2 separate regions of the Mus musculus genome follow, and region 1 is linked to region 2. A link is a contact called in public HiChIP or PLAC-seq data. All regions are on one chromosome and are shown on one strand. Each heading gives the region's core, a stretch centred on a gene start, on an enhancer-like site or on the middle of the called end of the contact. The rest is flanking DNA. Distances are from core to core; before and after follow the strand shown. Region 1 overlaps Snx27 (sorting nexin family member 27). Region 2 holds the start of Rorc (RAR-related orphan receptor gamma).

Region 1 (7,485 bases), core at 2,559-5,058, 190 kb after region 2:
CCACCAGGGGGCTGGAGGAATGGCTTAGTGGTCAAGCGCACTCTCTGCTCTTGCCAACGACCATGCCCTCCCATTACTCCAGCCCCAGGGATCCAACACCTTCTTCTCACCTCTGCAAGTACCTACAAACAGTTGGCATACACTAACACAGACACACACACATACATAAGAAAAATACTTAACAAAATAAAAACCAGAATACTCTGTAGTAAGGATGGCTCTGTGGTTAAGAGAACCCAAGTTTGGTTCCAACCAGAAGCTCATAACCAATTGCTCTAAGATCTGACATCTCTGGTCTGAGGCAGGAAAACCATGAGTTAAATGCCACCCAGGGATATATGGCAAGTCCCTATGGGGGTGATGGGGGTGTAATTAAAATACCAAATATTGAAGTTATAGAAAACTAGAATTCTCTACTGCAAATGAGAAAACATGACAAAGGCACTTTTAAAAAGCAGCTTGTCAGTTTCTTTTCTTTTCTGTTGAATTTTTCAAACAGGGTTTCCTATAGACCAGACTGGCCTCAAACGTAACTGTGTAGCTGAGAAGGCCCTTGAACTGCTGATCCCCTGTCTCTAGCTCGAGTGCTAGGATTACAGGAATGTTCTCTTGTACACCTGATTTTGTTGCTAGGGCCTGACCAGAGCTTCATGGACGCTAAGCATAGTATCTCCCTCTGAGTTACACATCCAGTCCTAGTCTGGCAGGGATTTGTATGTGTGCAGTGAATACATGAGTGTGTTCGTGCATACCTGTGTAATGTGGTGTACAAACAACAGAGGACATTGACTGTCTTCCTCCATCACTTCTGCCTTGTTACTTGGAGGCAAGGGCTCTTACTTCTCAGACAGTCTGGCAGTCAGCAAGTTCCAGTGATGATCCTGTCTCCACTCATCTGGCTTGTTCCATGGGTATCTAAACTCAGGTCCTCATAGTTGTGCAGCAAGCACTCTTAACCAATGAGACATCTTGTAAGCTCTGCAGTTTCTTGTAACATAGAAGAGGGTCAGTAAGATGGCTCAGTTGGTAAGGTGGCTTGCCACAAAGCCTGATGACCTGAGTTCAATCCCTGGAACCTACATGGTAGGAGAGAACCAACTCCCACACATGTTGTTTGCTGACCTATACACACCCATGAACGCAAATATCCACACCCCAACCCCAACACACAAATAAAAAAATGTAAAGAGCTAATAATAATAAAGTTGAAAAGTAACTAAGGAAAGACACTCAATGATGACCTCAAGTCTCTGCATGCACAAGCACGTGTGTGCACTCACACATACACAGTACTGAAGTAGTTAATCTTTACTGTTAACTTGACTTGATACAGAAGGTAACCTTTCATTTCCAAAGGAGTTCACGGAGGAGGGCAGGACTACCCTGAATGCGGGCAACGCCATTCACAGGCTGAATAAAAGTTAAAAGGAGAAAGCAAGTTAAGCATTCATCTCTTCCTGCTTCCTGGGTGTGGGCGTGATGTGACTGACTGCCTATGGCTTCCAACCACAGCAACTGGAAACACTCCAGCCCCCATGCCTTCCCTAACACTGAGTACTTGAACCATGAGCCCAAACAAACCTTCCCTTCCTCAGCTTACTGCTGTGTGGTGTTTTGCTGCAGTAACTAATACAAGTACACATTGTTTGTTTGGCATTCCAAGAGAGAGAGAGAGAGAGAGAGAAATATAGAGACAGAAAGCAGATCAGTGGTTAGTTAACAAAGGAAAATAACTATAAAACATAACAGGGGAACTTGGGGCTGCTGAAAGTATTCTGTCCTTATGTGGTAGTACATAAAAGACTATAAACATCATAAAACTGGACATCTAGGCAGATGAAAGTTAACATACAAAAACTTTGCTAATAAAACTGACCCTTTACAAAAGAATAATTAGTAGTTTCATTCCTTGTCTCAAGGCTTACAGAAGTTTCCAAAGTCCTAGGTTAATTCTCAAAAAGTTCCATAACTAATCAGCTCTCATTTCTAAAGTTTGTGTACAGCTCTAAGAACACAGAGACCATGCTGCCACAAAACCTATGTGCAATTATCCCCAGCTAACTTGTTTTGTTCAGCATCCCCCTGCCCCTAGGAAGAATTCCACAAGCACTTAGCAGCACATTCCTATACATGGGACAAATTCTACTTTTAGAGGCAGTAACTTTAATCAGCATATCAGTTTTTTATTTTATAGAGTGTTAAACGTAGAACCTTATGTATGTTAGTTAAACACTACCCACTGAGCTAGATCCCCAGCCCTACAGGCCAGCTCTAGACACCTGTAGTCTATTTGCCAATATCTAACAGAACCCACTACATTTCTAAAAAGAATTAAATAATTTATGCTTTTTATGTCAATGTTTCTGAAACAATTAAAGGTAAATAAGTACACAGTGCAACCAAGAGAACAAATAAACAGCAGCAGCTAAGGTTTGAAGACAAGCACCATGGGAAACAGGCTGTCACATATCACCTAAAATTCAAGATGAGTTCTACTTATCCACAAAATAGAAATGTGCAAAACAGCTCAGGGAATTGCAGTCAAAGTATACTAGGGCCTCGAGGGGAAAACTCAGGAGTTAATCATGCACACAGACATCACCAAGAACTGAAAGAACAAGGTGTGGAGAGGAATGAGTACAGGAATGCACAAGCTTCAAAATGACAAACCTCTGTATTACCCAAATATTTTGGAAGGTATCTTTTAAAATTATCTCGCTCTATAGCTCCAGAGCCAACAGTAAATCAGACTACAGCTAGCAGAGACATATGGTTAAAAATAATATTCACAAATACAAACTTGAAACTGTCAGAAAATTAAACAAAATTGTTCTTATGCAGAAACTTATTACTGTAGGCCACCCCCTGCAATAAATCAATTAGTGTCAAGATCTTCTCTGAGTGAGCCTAACTTCCTGACAAACTGGCCAAGGCTGCAGTCTTATTTGATCTCCTGAAATATACTCACAATGAGACTGAGGGAAATACAAGCTAACTACATGTTTGAGGATCAAGTTGGGCTGACACTCACCACAAACTTCTCACCATTCTGCTCCACATGTTTGTATGTGGGGACCGATATGGGCACTGCTTGCTTTTCTGTGTAATCATAAAATGATTGTCCCAAGGAGTCGTCACTGGGATCTAGGTTATCAGCCTCATGAGGAGGTACAGACAACACTGTCAAGATCAATTCCTTCTCGCCTGCTCGGATCAGGTCCACCACCTGCTTGTGTGTCGCCCCCTCAACATTCACGCCGTTCCTAAGGGGAAAAAGGGAAAAAAACAGTCCCATAAACCAGACGGGTTCAAACACTTTGTAACTCCACCCTCCTGTCCCCACTCCAGTGTCATAGTATGAGCCATAGAATCAAAAGATTCATCTGGTTCCAGAAAAGCTGTTTATCTTTCAGAGTCTAAAGTGAAAAGGCTGTTTGTGAACTTATGGCAGGGAGAGGAAATGCAAACAGGAGAGACCTACCCTTCCTCTAGTCCAGAATGCTACACACTGCTCGATTCAGGAAAGCATGTGGGAAAGATGGGGATGCTGGGGAGAAATAAAGCTCATTTTAGCCATCCCAACAGTCTGCTTCCCTTGTTTTAACCAGCCATATGTACAATACTATCAAAGTGCCTTGAATACTTCTCCCACTTTTACTACAGTCTGTTCACCTACACTTCAAGGGGATTTCCTTCCTAAGACTTATTTCTACTATTTTTAATTATGTGTATATATGGGTATGTGCACATAAACACAGAGGCCGGAGGCCTGGAGCTAGAGTTACAGGCCACTGTGAGCCATCCAAGATGGGTACTGGAAAACCAAACTTGGGTCCTCTGCAACAGCATTATACATTCTCAACCACTGAGTCATATCTCCAACCCCAGAGATTTTCTTTTAAAAAACTCCCCTTTGTAGAGATTGTAGGTGTGCCCCCAAGATAGTTACTTAAATTATATATACATTTTCCCCATATCTTCAAATTAACCTTCCTTTATACGAATTTATTATCTTGATAGTTAAAAAGTATTAACCTGCATATAGACCAGTTTCCTCTATCTCTTGGCTTCTAAATGGACAAGATTACCTCTCTAAACTGCATTATTTTCAGGGGCTAGAGAGATTGCTCAGCAATTAGGAGCACTGGCTGCTCTTCCAAAGGACCTGGAGTCAGTTCCTAGCACCCACATGGCAGCTCACAATTGTCTGTGACTCCAGTTCCAGGGGCTCTGACACCCTCATACAGACACACATGCAGTCAGAACACCAATGTACATAAAATAAACATTTTAAAATTATTTTTTAAATTCTATTATTTGACCTAACTTCTTTTGTTCTCCCAATCAGCCTGGATAATCTCATAGGATGATTTGGATATATGAATAAGCTAAACATTTTCTCCTCCATACATTTCACTTTAAACTCTGTATAATCTGTCCAAACCAAGAAATACGCACCTACAGTTATACACAAGTCAACCTATTCACTTCACTTGTACAGACCCTGAAACAAGGAGAAGTGTAAGATACAGAAGAACAATAACTTTGTTAAGAAAGGTGCCTAGTCCCACAAATACTCAACAAACTGACAGCCTTCCCAGAACGCTGACCTAGTGAGCTGCCTCAGTAAAACCACTGAGCAGCTGGCCTCAAGGTTCCCTGGCACTCACCAGAGACACAGTTAAAATACACCTGGCCTCTACTCACTTTACTATTTAAAGTTTATCCTCCTGTTAGAGTTAGACTATTTTTTCAGTTCTGTTCCAAACCTTTAGGGTCTTCCCTTCCTGAAGAGAATGCTGAGTTTTCAGCCGTGGACTAGCCTTGTATCTAAAACACCCATCTGTATAAACAGAGCAGAAAGGAGAGACCTCAGCCAGCCTCCCCTCACCCCCCCATTTCTCCTTTAGCAATGTAGGCAGTAAACCCGGCTGGGTACCGCACTCAGTCTGTAAGCTGAGCACGCAGGAGGATTACTAGCATGTGCTACATGGCAAGGCGCTGTCTCCAAAAACTCAGAAAAAGAAAAATTCTCTGATCCTCAAAACTCCTGACATTTCTCAACCTAAAATTCTAATTATAAGTAAATTCTTAAAAGTAGTGATTTAACCAAAACCATCAGTTCTATACATAAAAATTAAGGGTGTCTTTGTGATAGAAATTCCAATTTATACAATCTGAAAAGAAACCAGACTATGAAATTCCAACTTTTCAAACATAATCCTGGAGGCAGAGACATGAGGATCTCTGCTTCCAGGCCAACATGAGCTACGATACTCACTTTAAAAAGCCAAGCAAGAAAGGAGAGGAGTAAGAAGGAGATGAGACTGAGAAGGGGTGTAGAGTAGAGCTCATAGTGGGGCACCTGGGGTTCAGTTTAGAGCTCAGAGCGGGCATGACATCATGCATCAAGACACTGGGGGGACAAGAAACTGAAACCTAAACTTATGAGCTGGCAAAGGAGTTCATCATCTTAATACTTCTGAGAAAACTCAACTGACAAGGTTAGAAATCATCACAGGATGTATTGATCCCTAAGGACCTTAGCTTATTAACAAATATTCATTTTAATTTTTCAATAAAATAGGAGACATAAAACATCTCAAAGACTCAAAAATACAATATCCTAAACACTAACAAGATTGTTTTGTGAATATATCCTCAAATCTTACTATTTTCCTTTTGTTTTTCCTTTTGTTTTTGTTTTTGAGACAGTCTCTCAGGCTGGAGGGATGGCTCAGCGGTTAAGAGCACTAACTGCTCTACCAAAGATCCTGTGTTCAATTCAATTCCAGCAACCACATGGTGGCACACAACCATCTGTGATGGACTCCGATGCCCTCTTCTGGTGTGTCTGGAGATAGTGACAGTATACCCACATATATAAAATAAATAACTCTTAAAAAAAAAAAAAGACAGTCTCTCTACAGAGCCCTTTTTTTCCTTTAAAGCATTGTTTGTTTTTTTTAGCAGAGCAAACATATATTTATTACAGGAAAAACTACCCCCCATGGCTCTGCCCTCCCCCCACCCCCCTCCGGGAGGAATGAACACTTTCCCCAGCGTTCCCAGACAGGATCTGACTTTGCAGCCACACCCTGACTTCACTTCTGCTGCCACAGCTCCCTAGTATGGACATCACAGCATATGTCACCCCATCTTGGAGTACTTTGTTTATAGTCTTGGAAATTAGTGACCCTACAAAATTTGTAGGTAAAAGTGTATTTATGTGCATGTATATGTTTTCTGGGGAGAGCATTTCTGGAGAGTGCATGTCTTTCATTGGTTTCAAAAAAGAATATGTAATCTCCAAAAAGATTAAAAACTCCTGATTTCAAAACACAACTTCAAGCTGTAAACAGAAATGAACTGCTCCTTGAGTCACTCATAAAAGTCCTCCCTGAAGCTGGCTACAGTGCCATGTACTTTTGATCCCAGCAAATCTGGAAGCAGAGGCTTCTGTGCGTTCAAGGCTAGCCTGCTTTATATAGTGAGTCCAGGCCAGCCAGAGCAAGAGAGTGAGACTGTGTCAAAAATAAATAAATCCCAGAAAGACTCCAGAGAAATTTAAGAGAGGGTTATAAACAGCCAGACAGCAACAGGAGCAGCTTCAGTTCCCTGTCCTGATCGTCAAGAATGTACTTCCAACTGGCTAACATCCCAAAAACTTCATTAAAAAATACAGATGAGAGATGAGGGGTGGGGATTCGGCTCAGTGGCAGAATACTTACTCAGCTTGCATGAGCCCTAGATTCAACCCCAAGCATTACAAAAAGAGACACACACACAGAAAAAAAAAAAAAAAAAAAAAAAACAGGAAAGAACTTCTAGTGTTCTGTGCCATATCCTAAACACATTTGCTAATGTTCATCTGGATAACTGCAGAAGGAATGCTCTATGTGCCTTCACTTAATACAAAGAAAGAAATTCTTTCATTCTCTAAAGAATGAAGTCACTAAAAAACTCCAGGCCATCTAATTTGAAACAGGGCCCTCCCTCCTCAGGAATTTCCAGGGCTTCTCAGTCATAAAAGTGTTAGTCATAGGATAGAGAGACAGCTCAGTATGTGTATACTCCTTTTGGAGAAGACTCAAGTTCAATTCCCAACACCTACTCTATGTGGCTCACAACTGTAACAAGCTACGACACACCTCAGGCCTCCAAGAGCACTGGTAATCACATGCATATACCCGAATTCATTCACACACACACACACACACACACACACACACACACACACACACACACACATACACGCTCTCTCTCACTCATAAATAACTACTTTTAATGTACTAGTCATTAAAATGTTGGTATAATACACTGTTTTACACAAGAACACTATTAAACCAGGTTCAAGTATGGTCCCAAACTTATACAAACCTGAAATATAAATAAATACAAAATGTAACTTCCATCAAAAAGGGAAGTTTCAGCAGTGCAGACATTTGTCTCAAAGCATGGGCTCTAGGGAGTCAGACTGCATGG
Region 2 (6,676 bases), core at 1,931-4,430:
GAATGTATTTGAGGAGGAAATAGCCCCTGCTCTGCTTTAGAAAGCACTGTTCCTACAGAAAAGAGCCTTGGTTACAGCAAGCCAGGGGTGGGGAGCTGGGGGTGGGGGTGGGGGTCAGGCAAGAACACCCAGGGGGCATAATCACCACAACCTACTCTGAGCTTTACCAGCCCGGTAAATCCCAAGGTCACACTGGATGACAGCTGTACACTCACCCTATGGCCACTGTGGGAGGAACAAATAGTTGAAGCTGTTGGAACAGTTCCTCCTGTGGGCGTGATCTCCTGATAGCTGGAAGCACAGAGAACTCTCTGGTGGCAGTATCAGTCTGAATAGGGAACCCCACCCTAATCACCCACCCCCCCATGCTGGAGGCAGGGCCAAAAGCTGGGTAGGATGATGCCTGTAATCCCAGCCCTCAGAAGGCTGAAGGAACTGGATAGCCATGAATGTTCAAGGCCATCTTGGACTACTGAGTGAGATCATCTTAGCAACACGTAGGAATGAAGGTCTCGAATGCTGAAATGAAAGAGTAGCTTAGAAGAAAGCCACTCTCAAGCCAGGACCCGGTCGCTTCCTGAGCCCTCACAGTCATTCTGACAGTGCCAGGCAGTGTCTGCCACTGCCATACTGTGTGGCATCTGAAAGCATCCCTAGGGGCCTCCACCCTGTGCCTCTAGCTTGAGGGAGGGGTCATCTGGAAGGTCTTAAGACCCATAATCACCAAGAGAAAAGGACCTGGTCAGCGATGCAGGTCTGTAACCCCAGCACACCCAAGGCAATGTTGTGAGTTGGAGGTCACCCTAGGAAAATGAGAGGAGGGGCGGGGTTCAGCAGTTAAGAGCACAGGCTGCTCTTCCAGAAGAACCCAGGTTCAATTCCCAGCATCCACACAGTGGCTCACAGTCATGTATGACTCCAGTTCCAGGGCACCTGATATCTTTTTCTTTCCTGCATAGTGAACCAAACACACAAATGGTGCACAAATAAACATGCAGGCAAAACACCCATACTATTAAAAAAAGATAAGTGAAAAGAAGAAAGAAGAACAATAACTAAGGGAGATGAAAGCGAGCTGGTGAGGCACAGAAAACTGAGCAGTGATGGGCAGATAGGAGCACAGAAGAGCAGGAGGGGATAGCTCTGGGATAGAGGCAGGCCATTAAGGTCCCCATCCTTTGAGTGCCCTAACCTTTCCAGAAGCCTCTTTCTGACTCTGTTCCTAGGTAGGGGTGCCATCACTTTGCCTCTTTTCAAAGCTCTCCAGATTGGCATTGTGTTTTGAGAAGAACAGTATACATGGGCCTGTTTACCACCAAAGACCGTGAAGTCAGAGATGACCTAGTCAGTGGAGTACTGCCACAAACACACTGGGGTCAAGGGTTTTGGGGGGTTTTTTGGTTTTTTGGTTTTTGTTTTTTAAGATTTATTTATTTTATGTATATGAGCACACTATCACTCTCTTCAGACACACCAGAAGAGGGCATCAGATCCCATTACAGATGGTTGTGAGCCACCATGTGGTTGCTGGGAATTGAACTCAGGACCTCTGGAAGAGCAGTCAGTGCTCTTAACCACTGAGCCATCTCTCCTACCCAAGGGTCAAGGTTTAATCCCCCAGAACCCACATCACAAAATGGGTACAGTGGTAGATAGGTAGGTAGGTACTTGTAGTCTCAACAATGGGGTCGTAGAAACCCTAGAAATCACTTGCCAATCTGGCTAACCAAGATGGCGAGTTCTCCGTTCCATGGGAGACCCTGTCTCAAAAAAACAAAACAAAACAAAACAAAACAAAAAGGTAAAAGGTAATTGAGGCAGACATCAAATTTTAATCTCTATCCTCCACAGACATGCACACTCACACGTGTACACACACCCACCTATACAGACACACACATATATGTATACATATAAAGGACTTAGGACTAGTCAAAGCCTCAAAGGCCCTCAAAAGTCACCCTACACCCCTACACTTTTCAGTCTCCCTGGGGCTAAGAACGGCTATTCCTCCTAATCTTTGTCTCTGACTCTTAGGAGACTCAGCTCCCTAGAGCACTGGGTGCTACTGGTTGCACAGTGTGAAGCTCCACGGAGGGCCAACGGTGGAGAATGGAATGCTGGGAGCGAAGGGACAGCTGCCTGCCCTCTCCACGCCAGGTGCCACGTGCACCAGGTGGAGGGAGTGGGCGAGTCACGAGGCCCTGGCGTGGCCGGCTCCTGCCCTGCTGTTTACCAGCTGGAGAAAGCAGGAGGAGGGGTTGGGAGCCTCCTGCTCCCAGCCTGGCCCCTAGCCAGCGGTTGTTGGGTAAGCAGGAAAGCCAGGCACAGCTAATCAAACTCTGGGCAGAGGACATGCCGAACTGAGGCATCCAATATTCACAGAAGTCTTGGCTCTTGGTCCTTCTCAGACTCCAGTGCAGGCCTTTATGTGAACAGAATTACGGGGTCGTGGGGGAGGGGGAAGGGAGAACCGGGAGGAGGGGGGAGGATTCCCTCCTCTCAACTTGTTGGTCCAGTGCAGTTGCTCTCTTCTGCTCTCCCTCCAACACCCCTCACCTCTCAATTTGCTCTTCCTCCTCCACACCTCCCCCCACCACACCAGAAGTATGGGAAGCATCTAGAAGCCTGGAAAATCCAGAGGTGGGCAGCATGGAGTTAGAGAGAGGCAAAGCAAGACATGTGCTGGGGGAACCCAAGCTGCAGGGAAGTATATCTGATCCCATCCTGGAGATCAGAGTGCACACACACACACACACACACACACACAGAGGCTGTCTTTTCTCTTCACTCTTCCTGCCTCCCTTTCTTGCTATTCTGTCACCTGTCCTAAAAAAGTTACAGAGACCAGGTTCAAATCTCAACTCAATCACGAATTGCCCTTGTGAATTCCTGGCAAGTCTTTTCTATTCTGGGCAGCAATTGGTTCATGATTATGAATAATCACTCGTGCCTGTAGGGGGTTATCATGTGGGATTCCAAAAAACAAACAAAAAAATTCTGATTTACCTACAAGGCCTGGCAAAAACTCAGCATACAGTAGGTAATTAATAAGTACTAGCTCCCTTTCACCTGTTTTTCCTCAAGACTCCAGACACTGGTCCACTGCTCTCTCCCTGAGTCCCCTCCTGTGCCAGGACACTCTGCCAGCCACTCCTTTCCCCTGCCTGCTGACGGGCCAGGTGCTCCCTCCCTCTTCCCTCCTCCCTCCCTTGGGCCCTGCTCCCTGCCCTCCTGGGCAGCCAGGGCAGCAAGGACGGCACCAAGGGAGCTACCCCATGGACAGGGCCCCACAGAGACACCACCGGACATCTCGGGGTAAGAGACCCTAAAGCCCTGCAGGCAGGTGGAAGGGACTGTCAGGGGGCTCAGAGGAGGGGAGGGAGGCGAAGAGACTGGGAAAGAAAGAACTGGGGAGAAGAGAGGTGAGCAGAGGGGAGATGGACTGGCAGACAGAGCAAAGCGGTGAGGTAGGACCGAGTCTTTACATAACTGTAGGGGGGGGACAGGAAGAGGGCCTAGGGTAACAGCAGGAGACCTGGGAAGACGGGGAGGGCAAGAAGGAAGAGACAGGTTGGAGTGGGGGCAGGAGGGAGGAGCTGTGTTAGGGAGGCTTGATCGAGAGGATGGGAATGGGGCTGGCTCCCAGGTGTGAGCAGGCCCCTCCCTGCCTGCCACAGAACCCTGGGCAGCAGCGGCTGGAAGGGTGACTCTCCGCCTTCCTATTCATTCACAAGTGGCTGCCGTTCTGGCGCAGGGGCTGGGGGTGGGGGACCTGGGAGAGAAGATGCAGTTGCACCATGCCAGCTGCTCTAGCCCAGCAGTCCCACGCTTTCCTTCAAGCTGGTCCGAGCACGGAGTTTTATCTTTGCTGTGTGAGGCACCTGTGGAGCACAGAAAGGAACTGGGGAACAGTCCCCCGATGGAGTGAGGAGGGAGCCCTTCAGAACAGGACATCCCCTCCCTCCCTCCCATGCTTGTCAGCTGGGAACCTAGAGAGAGTGAACGACAGAAGTGCCAGCTTCTAGGGCCACTAGAGAAAGGCTCCGGGGTGGGAGTGGGAGTGGGGGCCAACAAGGGGAGTGTCCCCATGCAAGACTGCTCTGAATTGCAAAGTTGGAGGCTGGACAAGGGTGCCACGTCAGGGAGGAAACTGAGTAGGGCCAGACAGGATTAGCAGGGAGGTGGGCATGGCATGAAGCCACACCCTCTCTGGGCAGACCTTCCCCTCCCCCACCCGGGGAACAGGCTACCAGGCCCCATTTACTATCACGGCAATGAAATGCAGGAAGCCTGGCTGCAGAGTGCATCTCCTGGCAGAGGGACAGTGAAGGAGGGACAGGACATGTGTGCCAGGCTTGGACAGCAGAAGGCAAAAAGTAACAGAAAGGAATCAAAGGTTAGGGACATTACAGACAGGGCTAATGGGCTTTCTGGAACAGAAGACTGGCCCTAGGCACCCTGGATATAGGAAATGGGTTGCGGCCTCTTTTGCCAAGGGCTCCCTCTCTAGGTGTTTCCCAAATACTGACTGCATGCTGATTTCATCCCAGATATGTAAACAGCCCTGTAACTATGCAGTAACCATGACTCTCCCCTCAGCTGCTGCTCCCCTGGACAGCAGAGCATCTCTGTAAACCTCCACGAACCATGGGGTGCCTCCTCCTGTCTGATCTCCACCCAGACCCATCCACGAGCAAAGCAGCAAGGCAAAGGGATCTTCCCTCTGCAGGCTTGTGGGCAGGTGAAGCACAGTGGCGGCCAGAGAGGGTCTATCTGCAGCTCGGCCCTCCTTGTCTTCCTCTTCGCCCACCCTCCCCATGCACTCCCAGCCCCACACCTCTGCAGCTCCCTCTTGCTTTCAGGCACAGATAAGCAACCAAAAGACTGCATTCCCTCTGGGTGCAGAATATGTGTGTACGTCAAATGCACCAGATACTAGAGGGTTCTTGCTGTTCCCCAGAGCAACAAGCTGAACAAGACAGACAGAGGCTCTGTCTCCAGACGGGCTTACAATCTAGAAGGGATGATGGCATACCTAGGGCAGTTGTCTGTTATGTCAAGTGCCAGGAAACAATGCAGAGTGCTGGCTGAGTAAACCCCAGGGCAGGGGACAGGGCATGGGAGGCTGCCCCAGAGGAAAAGAGAGACATCTGAGATCTAGCTAAATGGGGGAGGGAGGGTAGAGTGTGACATGAGGAAGTCCTGGAGGCAGAGAGGAGCTGGGCACTTTCAGGACCTGGAAGAGGGCCAGTGTGGCCAAAGGGCAAAGTGATGGGCTCTGCCAAGGGGCCCAGCTTCTCAGAGGCCAGGTAGTGCTGGGGTAAAAATGGGGCAGGGCAGGAGCCAGGAACTGGGGAAGTCTTTGGCTTTTCCCCTAACATCTTCAACTATTCACTGATCCCTTCCTTCTCTTTACAGAGCTGCTGGCTGCAAAGAAGACCCACACCTGTGAGTAGGGGTTTGGGCCAAGAAGGTGGCACGGGGTATGGCAAAAGCATTCAGTTCAGGAGGCATGAGTGAAAGAACACCCGGGACTGGACAGAATTGGAAGAATCAGGCTAAGACTGCAAAGCCCAAGAGATAAGGGCCAAAGGGAAAGACTTATAGGCTTATAGGCCAGGACCAAAAAAAAAAAAAAAAAAAAAAAAGAAGCCCAAGGGGTGCCAAGTTACAAGCATAGAAAGAAAAGGGGAACTGGGAAAGAGGAGGGCAGGGTGCTGGACAGAGGCTCAGCTGCTGTGTCTGACCAGGGAGGAGGTGAAGGCCACCCCAGCCTCAGAACTCAGCAGCCACAATAGGAGGCCTGGGAGCGTGCCCAGGGCTTTGTGGTGGCAGAGCCAGGTTTGGTGTTCATCTCTGTGGTTAACACATTCTGAGGTGTGAGCAAGCCTGGAGAGAGGCTCTGCAGAGCTAGAGAGTAGGAAAGCCTTGTCTCTGTAAGAATGAGTGGACAGGAACCCGAAATCCTCAGACTGCAGTGTACGAGGAAGAGACCAGAGTTCCAGAAGGGCTTCCCAATGGACACTTGCAAGTAAACATCTGTCTCAGGCCAGTGCAGCACCCCCAATCCAGCCACATAGAGAGAAGCTATTCCCCTACAAAATGTGCCCGCTCCACCAAAGTCCTCCCCAGGGGTTCGTGCATACCCTCAGCACCTTGGGGGCACTCTGGAAAAGCCACAAGCATGGTCATTAAGTTAATAGTGACAATCTCATCAGAGGAGGTCACCTCTACTCTTCCATCACATACTCATTGGTTGCCCACCAATCTGTCCCCACTACAAAAGCCATCTGTGGCCTTCCTGTCCCAGCATCCCTCCTCCCTGAGCTTGGGGCTCCATCCTCCTGGGGGGGGTCGGAGCTGCTTGGCTCAGCATAATCCTGATCAGCCTCCTGTGCACTAGCCACAGGGCCCCACGGAAACGCTGAGCAGGGCCCTGGGAGGAAAGCGAGTCAGAATGACGCAGGCAAGCTGGGGGAGGGGACCAGGGACCACACTTGGGGGTGTAGAGGGGGACTTTTGGAGAGTGGAAACTGGGAGAGACCAAGCCAAGCTTTTAGACCTGCCTCCCATCCTTTAACCCTTACCATGTGTCCTCCTGAGGATCCAGGCTAGTTACCCTCATCCATCCAATGTCCAATTCCCAAGCTCGCAGAGAGAGCTTTTTACTAAC

The links. HiChIP or PLAC-seq counts read pairs in DNA pulled down with a chosen protein or histone mark.
Region 1: an H3K27ac HiChIP or PLAC-seq map of the NIH/3T3 cell line shows a contact between it and region 2, with 3 times the contacts expected there. The contact joins the enhancer-like site here to the promoter of Rorc in region 2. A contact is called at or near these places in 4 of 39 promoter capture datasets (the 3T3-L1 cell line, embryonic stem cells, macrophages and 1 more), 1 of 484 Hi-C or Micro-C datasets (Th1 cells), 1 of 115 datasets of contacts at active chromatin or transcription factors (the NIH/3T3 cell line) and 3 of 9 other capture datasets (adipose tissue, liver and pancreatic islet).

The regions. Positions count from the first base shown.
Region 1 is chr3:94,558,738-94,566,222 of GRCm38.p6, forward strand. Snx27 (sorting nexin family member 27) reads right to left here. Exons shown (of 12, transcript NM_001082484.2): 2 at 3,032-3,263. Among named protein-coding and RNA genes, the nearest start is that of Snx27, 20 kb to the right of the region's middle. Within about 2 kb of position 3,809, at least 13 of the 459 cell types and tissues checked have an H3K27ac peak or open chromatin away from gene starts, as enhancers often do. A contact at or near this core is called in the NIH/3T3 cell line, where this site is marked.
Region 2 is chr3:94,369,614-94,376,289 of GRCm38.p6, forward strand. It overlaps Rorc (RAR-related orphan receptor gamma), which reads left to right and starts at 3,181. Exons shown (of 11, transcript NM_011281.3): 1 at 3,181-3,318; 2 at 5,422-5,451. The coding sequence starts at 3,279. Gm38411 (a long non-coding RNA gene) reads right to left here and starts at 1,410. Exons shown (of 3, transcript XR_867461.1): 1 at 216-1,410.